2 separate regions of the Salvelinus alpinus genome follow, and region 2 is linked to region 1. Evidence: chromatin contacts called from public Hi-C data. All regions are on one chromosome and are shown on one strand. The core of a region is the stretch at or near the end of the contact, and the rest is flanking DNA. Distances in the headings are between cores, read along the strand shown. Region 1 holds the start of LOC139540735 (very long chain fatty acid elongase 4-like). Region 2 holds the start of LOC139541744 (dynein light chain Tctex-type 5-B-like).

Region 1 (5,448 bases), core at 1,494-3,993:
ATTGTACACTCGCAAAGATGACTAAAAACGAGGGCTGAGGGGCTTACGTTGCAAACTTCCCTTGCTTGGCAAATCATTTGGACCGCCCTCCAAGATGGCAACGGGGATTCCCCCAAGGGCATAAGGTGAGGGTAAGTGGACGAGGGTGTGTCTTTTAAATGTTTAGACCGCAGCCCTAGTCTTTGTCATGCTAGACTTACATTGACCTCCAGCCAGATACTTGACCCCTGCCCACCAGTTGAAGATCATGGTGCCATGGTGATAGACATGCAGGAAAGTCAGCTGACTGTTCTTCTTCCTCAGGATGAAGAACACCTGCCAATTAAGAGTTTGAAATGGGTTTAGAATGGGCTTCCAGTGTTTCTCTTGACTCTGATGCTAATCCTGGCCTGGGCTATATTCATTAGTGCATACTGTAAGAAAAAGTTTTGGAACGGAAAACATCTTGGCCATGTTCTGTTATAATCTCCACCCGGCACAGTCAGAAGAGGACTGGCCACCCCTCATAGCCTGGTTCCTCTCTAGCTTTCGGCCTTTCTAGGGAATTTTTCCTAGCCACCGTGCTTCTACACCTGCATTGCTTGCTGTTTGGGGTTTAAGGCTGGGTTTCGATGTAAAAAGGGCTATATAAATACATTTGATTTGATTTGATTAAGTAGTCGCTCCCCATTTCAGTACTTTTTCCTCCGTTTGGTGCCTAGTGAATACTGGGAACACGACCCTGATTTTCAATCTGCTTTACCGTGTCAGCCAATTCTATGACCTTGGAGAAGAAAAACCACCAGCATACTTTGGCCATCTGGTGAAGAAAGAGAGTTAGGCCAGTTAGGTCAACTATATCAGGGGTCCAACGGTGGTTGTACAATATGGAGTGTTCAGATGCACTCTCACCCTCATCGCCAGTGGACTAGTGCTGTAATCCACAGGTTGACACAGGTAACTGTAGTTAGACAGCAAGGACGTGACCAAGAACTGCAACATCAAAACACTTATAAGTCAGGTGAAACATGTCATTATAAAGCATAATGAGTTCCAGTTCCGTGGCTGCCACAAACAAACACACACACACACACACACACACACACACACACACACACACACACACACACACACACACACACACACACACACACACACACACACACACACACACACACACACACACACACACACACACACACACACACACACACACACACTTTGATGGGAGTAGGAATACACACCTCATGGAACATGTAGACAGACAGGCAGACCATGGCGAAGTTGTAGACAATGAGTACAGCCTTGAGATCAACTGGTTCCCTGCGTTTCATCAGCTTGGGCCCAGCCCAGACCACACCAAGATAGAGGAGGAATATAAAGGCCACTGGCATGGGGGAGTAGACCAGTAGCCATGGGTCTGTCCTTTTATCTGCAACACATCACTGTAGTACTAATACATACAACTGAGTCATATTCACTAGGCACCAAACAGAAGAAAGCGGACTGAAACAGGACGGGCCTACCTGAACTTGTCCAATAGGAGCCACTCATTTTCACTCTCTGTTGCAAGATGTTTGGCTACGGTTTGAAACGGAGTGCACTAATGAATACAACCCTGGAGAAACCTGAAACCCCACCTCTTTAAGGAATACCTAGGATAGGATAAAGTAATCCTTCTAACCCCCCCCCCCCCCCCCCCCTTAAAAGAGTTAGATGCACTATTGTAAAGTGGTTGTTCCACTGGATATCATAAGGTGAATGCACCAATTTGTAAGTCGCTCTGGATAAGAGCGTCTGCTAAATGACTTAAATGTAAATGTAAATGAGATGGGTTGATTGTATTTGTAGTAGCCTATATTCTGATATCTGTTGACTGTGTGAGGGAGGCTAGTGATGCATGTTCTACAGTGTGTGTATCAATTGCAACTAGATAATCCCATTTTCATGTCAGTCCTGTGATGTACTGTGTTCTTGGCCACAAAGCAGCCATTATGTAAGAATTGGCTGCATTGCAAGCTGTGATACACATCCACCATTTCATTCACTACCCCTTCACACTATAACACTGTAGGCTTTATTTTCTCCTGATAAACAGGCTGAAAGAAATGACTGCACTTTTAATTCAAATACAGTGTATAATAGTAGCCTATCATAAAGACTGTACACAAATTATGCAAATACCTCCATTCTCTAAAATCCACTGGCGCATGGACTGAACGCTTTGCCACGTTGAAGCCATTTGACACTGTTGGAACAGAACGTTGGTCATTGATAATTAACAACGGAGGTCACTCTTTGCATAATCAAGTTGTGAGACAGACCACACAACGACCAAAGTGTAGGATTTACACTTTCCCATTTCGCATTCTATATATCTTGGTGAGTCTGATACAATTCACTGAATCACCAAACAATTTGTCAATTTCTTGCACATGAGAGGCGCAGTATAACCTCAATGCATCTGACAAGCATTCAGTGGACTTTAAACATTGTTTTAGTACGCAAGTAATCACGTTGTTAGCGTTCATTTAATTAGGCTTCTTTGCGTTTCACGCGCGCCATAAATTCATATAGTTATAAACATCCATATTTGTGAAGATATTTATGTTAAGCTTTTCGCGTGAATAAATAAAATACAGAGCTGTGCTACGTGAATGAACTGCACTTACCCGACTAAAGCGTTGGACTGCTGACAGCGCGCGCTCCACACAGCATTTTGATTGGACATTGCGACAACAGCTCGTATAGGCGGGTATCGCAACGTTCTTCGGGAATACGGAAATCGCAGTTCTTATTGACCATTTGAGCTTGCGTTCAGCAAGACGAAACCCAAAGGCTGCCATAATATTTATGTAGGCTCCATAAAAATAAACCACATCGTTGTTTTGTTTAAATTATTTTATCGTGCTCAAGATGGAGATGATGGTATGCTAGATATCAACAACAACAAAGACGATACACTGTATCTTCCAGTTTTAGTCTGTCTACATGTCTTTAGTCTCCTCAATGCATGTGCATCTTTGATTATATCATATGACAGAGGTAAAACGCACCAAAGCATATTTTATGCAACATATAGGAGGCCACTGTTGCAATGTATTATGGAAGGATGAAATAGTATGAATGAATTCATCAAAATAAAGTTAATGAAAATATGTAAATCATTATGTATAAAATGGATAATGTCCCCGAAGCCGGTGTTTGACGGCCCGAGACAAAAAAAAAAAGGGTCAAAATCATTAAAAGTGTTATTTCTTGTCCTCGAGATAAATTATTCAAAATTGTATATAAAAAATATATACACTGGATCAAATTTAAAAAGGATCCTTATGTGTCGCTCTGGATAAGAGCGTCTACTAAATGACTTAAATGTAAATGTAAATGTGTGTATGCCTTCATGATAATAGAAGCATAGTGACGTAGACTTCAAAGTAAATTTGATACATTTGAAACTATTCTACTTCAGTGGAAGGAGGCAATGTTTCAATGTCCTAAGTGCTGCTCAATCAACTTCAACGAGAATAATTAGGAATAAATGTATACATAAAAAAAATATATTTCCTAATTTTTTTCTTCATAAAATTGTATCACATAATTACAGTGTATATATAGCATGTATAGTATTCTAAGAATAAATAAATATCAATTGAATCAGGTCGTTCTGAAGGAATGGCAACTCCTTTTAGTGCAGCTGAAAGACAGCGGCAATACAGAGAACGACGTAATGCTGACCCGGAAAGAAGGAAAGAGTATCTAGAGAAAGAGAGGGAGAAATGGAGGAAAGATAAAGAGACAGGGAAGAAGGACTCAGTGACAGAGTGCAGCGTGCAGAAAGGAAGCAATGGAGAGATTCAAAATGGATACTCAGAGCCAGTGCGTTGCTGCAGTCCCAAACACCCCCCTCAACTCCTGAAAATCAGCTTGGGTTCCTCTCCTCCTCTGTGGAGATGTTCTTCATTACTGAGAGTGATGTTGAGGCAAGAGCAGAGGTAACCCTCCTTCCTACCCACATATATACATTTTTCTTGTACAGTAGCTGGTTGAGTATTGAAATATATAAGGTGGTTGTTACTCTTTATATCATATCATATGCTATCTCTTCTCACCTCAGATGCCATTTAAAGGAATGATGAAGATTCATCAGGGTATCAGTGTCTCACCAGGCCAGATAAAATACAGGGACATTACTTGTCTGTGCAAGAAGGATAGTGGCATGTTGGACTGTCCTTGTTTTCAGCTCAAAGAGGCAACTCTGGGTGACCCTGCAGCATCTAACCAGCTCCCTGCATCTCATGACAAGGCTGACACCACATGGCGACCTGGCACCATTGAACTTAATCACGTAGGGGAGTGGTGTGTCCATTATGACCATGAAGGATACCCTGGCATCATCATGGATGTAGAGGAACATAACATTAAGGGGAAGTGCATGCACCTGAATGGCATCAACAAATTCTTCTGGCCAAGCCCAAAGGAAGATATTTGTTGGTACTCTGATGGACAGATAATCTGTCTGATGCCAGAGCCACAGGCTGTTAATAAACACTGAGCAGATGGAAAAATCCACTTGGAAGTATGTGGAAGAGCATTTGGGGTGAAAGGGGGGAAAGATGGAAAGAGGGTGAGGAAGAGAAGGACAGGAATGTGTTCCAATGCTAATTCCAATGATTTTTGTAGGGGCAATGTATTTGTTGTTTTTCACAATGAATATGTAACTAAATAGCAGTTCTAATGTTGTTACTACATGTATTACTATGTAATGTCTATTCAGTGTTCAGTATTCAGGGTTTAATTTATGTTCTGTCCCGCTATAGCTGTGCACCCTGTTATCTTGGCATCTTTTTCAAATTAATTCAGTTACATTGTCAAATATAAAGAATTTGTGTAATGTATTTTAAAGAGTAAGACACGGCCAACACCACACAATTATAAACTCGGATAAAATATCATTAATACCTGTCTCAATTTAGAAAGATACGGTGCAAATTAGATGAAGTTTTGTATAAAACTTGTACAAAACTTATTTCTTTATAATTTGACCAGAACAAATGGACAGGGTTGACAAGGGTACACAATAGCTTTATGAAAATGTAAACATTACTAAAATAGTCCAATGAAAGTAATTAAAGATAGTTAAGTGCATGTCCATAACAGGGTGGACTTATCATATGGCTGATTCACTGAAAATGTGTTTTGTAATTATCTAAGTGCTGGAGCTTGGCCAACATGTTTTTCTACAAGTCTAATATTTCCATAAAAGGAATAAAAATGGTAAATGTTGCATGGTCCAAATGGTATAGTTTTGTGATATTGACCCACCTCCAAACATCAGCTTCTCGTGCATTATCACCTAAATATATCATATGATAGAGGTTAAATGAACCAAGCATATTTTATGCAACATACAGTTGAAGTCAGAAGTTTACATACACTTAGGTTGGAGTCATTCAAACTTATTTTTCAACC
Region 2 (5,456 bases), core at 562-3,061, 260 kb before region 1:
GGAAAGTGCTGTTAATATAATTTTACAATAACTTAACTTCTTGTCCATTTTCTTTTTTCCTGTTTGCCACTTTTCAAAGCAAGTAGGGTGATTTGGATACTATTTAATTACCTTGACACTCTCTCACTCACATGTTTTACTATCCTTGTCTGAACACATTCATTTCAATTCTAAATCCTATTTTCCCTTACACTAACCTTGACCCGTAACCTAAAATAACTGTTTTATTATCTGTGTGGGGATTTCTGGTACCCACGAGGATAGTAATACAAGCAGCCACACACAAAACGCCCTGACTCACTCCAAATGTCTGACAATAGATATCAGGGAAGTGTCCAAGAGAAGAACTAGTAACAAATATTTAAACCTAACAACTTGTATACATAAATACATTTGTTTTATTCAAGTACACTCCAAATATGATTATTGCTGTTTTTATAAAGAACAGCAGATGAGTCTTTCATACAAATTGGACAGACAGGAAGTGACTAGTGCTGGTGACCTCTAGTTCAAGAGACTGCATCCCAAATGGCACCCTTTAACCTATTTAATGCACTACTTTCAACTAGGGACCATAGTGCACTATTTTTTGACCAGAGCTCTATATAGGGAATAGGGTGCCATTTGGGATGCATACCCTGTCACAGCTCTTTTTAATTTTTTTGGACCACTTTCATATCGGATTAGTGCCTTTGTCAACTTCTACCTTACTCGAAGTACACAGCAAACACATTTGCAGTACAGAATATCTCTTGGCTCCGGTAGGTGTGGGCAACACAGGTGTCTGTATGGGGATCCCAGAGACTACGACTAGCCAGTACCAGCCCTCCATATCCTTGCTGCCCCTCTGGACCCAGCTGGCCTAGCGCCACAGTACACACCAGCCGGTAGCGGTCAGGACACACAGTCCTCACCAGAGCCTTCACCTCCTCACTCAGCGCCTTGACCAGACCACCACAGGAGGGGGCGCTATAACCCACCGCCTCCAGCCGAGATGACAGGAAGTCCTGCAGCATCTGATGGACCAGGCCGCAGGGGAACTTCTTGGCAGGCTGGGCTGAACCCGCTGGCACCTGAAGAGCAGAGGTGAATCCCAATTATATTTCCTTGATTTCTCAAGTCCTCCTCACTTTCTTCTCCAAATGCATTGGAGGACAAGATCTGTGGTTCCTCCCCTCTGCCGTTCTCCTCCAATGCACTTTGGGAAGGTGAGGAGAGAAGACACGAGGAATCAAGGACCTAAAATTGAGATTCAATCCGAAGAGACAGCCAGGGATGTGTCTTAAGTCTAAAATTCCTTTGTCTTATTTATTTATATTGTCTTATTTATCTCATTTATAGGCACTGCTCTGAAAACAGAGGAAAGGTAAATGCAACATGGCGGTTGGCCACCAGGAATTTGCTTTTGTCTGTCCGGTTTCTTCTATATCAGTGCAGATGAAGGAAATGAGATGAAACGAAGCCACTTTAGACTGAGAGATGCCCAGGCCAGGGAGAGGGGTAACTGTTGGCTAAGTGGCTGGACTACTGGTGAAAGATCAGGGCTGTTCTGTTCAACTTTAGTGTGTAGCTATATGAATGTGTTGATCTGACCTGCTCATTGACTATAACAATAGGTTTCCTTGCCGGGATGTTCCTCACTGCAATCTTCAGTGCAATGCGTTCCTGAGTACACACAATTAAAAACTTAACAGAGATCCAGTATGACAACAGGGTCATATTCATTAGTGAACACCGTAGCAAAATACAGAAAACAAAAACGAGCGTTTCTTACAGGACAAGTTCAGGTCGTCCCATACCGTTGCTTCCATTTTGTTCCCAGTGAATACGACCAATGTCTACTTATGTTCTATATCCATCATTTATTCATCCGAATTAATACAACGTGAAAGCTAAAAAGAGATACTTAACAGGCAGACTGTAGTGATTCAATTAGGTATTCAATAAGAAACACTGGGTCGTGTTCAGTAGGGCACACCATTGCAAAACAGTTTGCATCAACATGCGTTTATATTCATAGTGAACTTCCCAGTTTCACTCTGTTCTTAAATGTTTTCTTCCTACTGAACATGTCCCATTGGTTTGAATGGGTCCTCTGGCTCCTTGAGGGGCTTTACCTTGACTACATCCCAAAGTACAACCTATTGCCTATGTAGTGCGCTACTTCTGACCAGAGCCCTTGTCAAAAGTAGTGCACTATGTAGGGAATACTGTGCCCCCACCTTAAGTGCCTTGGAGAACTTCTGGGTGGCGACGAGCCCTTTCAGGCTGAAGAGGGCCTGGGGTTTAGTGTGGGCATGAGCCTGGCTGGGAGCTGGCCTAGACGACAGCCTACGGAGCAATGAAGGGGCTCCCCCTGACACCTGTGATTTAACATATAGACACAAAAGATCAGTGGACACCCCATTTGGTGGTAACCATTTGAATAATAAACATCTAGTAGATACTGAGAAGACATTCATCATTGTGTACTTTCTGTTTCAAGGCTGGACACGAAAACATTCCAAATTGACCAGGCAACACTCATGTACTGTTAAAAAATATAAAAAAATGTTGTCCCCCGTTACAATAGTTATAGGTTTATATGGTCCCTTGTTGTACCTCTACTGCTTTGCTGCTCTTCTCCTGGCTCTCTCTCACTGAGGCAGTGGCTGGAACCTCGCTGCCTCTGGCGTGCTTGGCTGCCATTTCTAAACAGTAGTGGTAAGTACAAGTGATGATGTCCACACCACATTATATATTTTTTGCCCATAAACCACACATTTGAAAATAATTTCAATTTTAAACAACTGTAAACTGTTAAATATGTAGCTGATATTGATGCTAAGCAAATAATCAATATCTACTATACAAAATGTCTTGTTTTACAATGCAACATAGCTCTGATCCGATAGAGCTCGGTGACCCACTACAGATGAATAGATGGTTCTGCTGAGGTTTTTCTCTTACCTGCCCAGGTTGGCTCTGCTGTAATGGGGAATGGACAGGAGCAATCGTTACACTCGTACCTGTTCCCTCCCCCTTATGTGCTTTCTGTGGGTTGCCTTTGCCACTCAGCCCCCCTCACCTTGCATTGCAGCACTGCTAAGCTCCTGAGCTCTGATCCGATAGAGCTCGGTGACCCACTACAGATGAATAGATGGTTCTGCTGAGGTCTTTCTCTTATCTGCCCAGGTTGGCTCTGCTGTAATGGGGAATGGACAGGAGCAATCGTTACACTCGTACCTGTTCCCTCCCCCTTATGTGCTTTCTGTGGGTTGCCTTTGCCACTCAGCCCCCCTCACCTTGCATTGCAGCACTGCCAAGCTCCTGTCACTGTACAAAATATTTACAGCAAACCAATATAAGGCTCTGCATTTATTCTGCACACTGGGCAAGCCCATCACTTTACTATGCTCAGGGCTGTATTCCAATCCGAAAGCTCATCCACTTGTCCCAGCTATTGCCCACTTCTCTCCTCTCTGATTCTGCAACCACTGGATAGCTGTGGGGATTAGGAAATAACTTCATATAGCTCCTATAGAGTTTCATATAGCTCTCACCTATTTAGTTATTTCAGATTTGCTAAGGGGGAAACAGTGTGGAAGGATACAACATTTTTGGATTCAAATGCAGCCAGTCTTATAGGGGAAGAGGTCTGACAGACATCTAGCATGTTGGCTCCTGCCTCACAATAGGAACTAGGCCTAAACTGCTCCAGTGAATCCAGTCGTTTTTCCTCACTCTACGCGTCCCAAATGGCGCGCTAGTCCTGTTGCAATGCACTACTTTTGACCAGGACCCATAGGGAGCTGGTCAAAAGCAGTGCACTATAAAGGAAATAGGATGTGATTTGGGACACATCCACTGCAACAGGATGTGGCCTGGCTGGGGACGAGCCAACCAACCTCTCCCTCGCTGGCTTAGGTCCTCCTCACAAGATTGTTTGGAAAGTTGTAGCAACACTAAACAGTTTGTTCACTGTATCCTAGTAATTCACATATAACCTTGAGTTATGATGCCTCAGGTTTCTCTTTGATTTTCCCACTGTGCTTTTTTATTTGTGTGTTTATGTCTTACGAGCTGAGGCTGTCATGGGAATAGTATACACTGCATGGAGCCAGATTATTGATTTATCTTGTAAAAATGGGTGGATGTCTGGGCCAAAGTTCCTTCTGTCTTTGTTCTGTTTGTGGCCTTGGTCCCGTTCCAGGCCGACATTGTATTGCATTAACGAATGGTGGCATGCCACGTAATCGACTGTGCAGTCGGCTATCAGATTCCTATATCATATGATGTGGTTAGCTGATATGTTAAACACCTATCCAGGCGTTTTTAGATCTGGCAGGCGTCTGCAATATTTATTTTTACTGCTTGGGTGGTGACCTGTTCAATAACAAGGTGAGGCGCGGCTTGTGTCCCAAAATGGTAGTCAATTCCCATATAGTGCACTATATAGGGAATAGGGTGCCATTGGGACAGGTCCAAGGTGAGGCACAGTCATGTGATGTGCAGATGGACTGATGAGAACAATTTCTTTGTCTCGTCTTCTGTTACGATACACTGAATTGACAGAACATTAAGAACACCTGCTCTTTCCATGACATACTGACCAGGTGAAAGCTGTGATCCCTTATTGATGTTGCTGTTTAAAACAAAGATTTAAGTGCCTTAGAATGGGATATGGTAGTAGGTGCCAGGCACACCGGTGTGTGTCAAGAACTGCAATGCTGCTGGTTTTTTCACGCTCAACAGTTGTGTGCATCAATGGTTCACCACCCAAAGGTCATCCAGCCCACTTGACACAACTATGGGAAGCATTGGAGTCAACATGTGCCAGCAGCCGAGGACTGACACCTTGTATAGTCCATGCCCTGACAAATAGAGGCTGTTCTGAGGGCAACTCATTTTAGGAAGGTGTTCCTAATGTTTGGTATACTCAGTGTATGAAGTCAATAATCTTGTGAGAATTCGGAACAATTAATCATATAATGAAAACATGTAACAATTTATTTTATTTTTTATTTTATTTATAAACAATGATCCCAAGGGCAACATCAGTTCATGAAGAGTTTTTAATAAGCAGGTATATCCTCATCACCACATGCTCTAAATGCTCCTAAATGATTTAGCAAAAAACTGCTTTCAGTTCATCAAATTACAGTGACCAGAGGTTTGCACTGTAACCATCATGGAAAAAGCAGTTGTATCCCAAAGTAACTTACGAACATTCATAGACAATGTATCAAGAGAATGGTTACAGATATGCCAGTGCAATTACCATATGGCTATTACACATCAAATAGACCTACCTACATTTAAAAAATTCTTAATGTTATGTCAAATACAAGATCCAGTACGACATATATATTGATAATCTAGCAGCCAAAGGGCTTGTTTCACATTCAGCCATTGGAAAGGTATGATATTGTGATATTGCAGTTATGTTAATACAATAAAATAACTCTGACCTGAAC

Evidence for each region. A called contact is a pair of places that touch in the nucleus more often than the background predicts.
Region 2: a Hi-C map of red muscle shows a contact between it and region 1, with 5 times the contacts expected there. The contact joins the promoter of LOC139541744 here to the promoter of LOC139540735 in region 1. A contact is called at or near these places in 2 of 3 Hi-C or Micro-C datasets (muscle and red muscle).

What each region holds. Positions count from the first base shown.
Region 1 is chr16:8,922,391-8,927,838 of SLU_Salpinus.1, reverse strand. It overlaps LOC139540735 (very long chain fatty acid elongase 4-like), which reads right to left and starts at 2,743. Exons shown (of 8, transcript XM_071344652.1): 1 at 2,652-2,743; 2 at 2,164-2,227; 3 at 1,224-1,411; 4 at 892-972; 5 at 743-799; 6 at 201-315. The coding sequence starts at 2,221. It overlaps LOC139540734 (adenine DNA glycosylase-like), which reads right to left. Exons shown (of 15, transcript XM_071344651.1): 15 at 4,969-5,448.
Region 2 is chr16:9,182,812-9,188,267 of SLU_Salpinus.1, reverse strand. It overlaps LOC139541744 (dynein light chain Tctex-type 5-B-like), which reads right to left and starts at 1,811. Exons shown (of 3, transcript XM_071346712.1): 1 at 1,800-1,811; 2 at 1,594-1,665; 3 at 708-1,073. The coding sequence starts at 1,811. The coding sequence ends at 708. dio1 (iodothyronine deiodinase 1) reads right to left here. Exons shown (of 4, transcript XM_071344653.1): 4 at 4,982-5,456. LOC139540737 (single-stranded DNA-binding protein 3-like) reads left to right here. Exons shown (of 16, transcript XM_071344656.1): 16 at 1-36.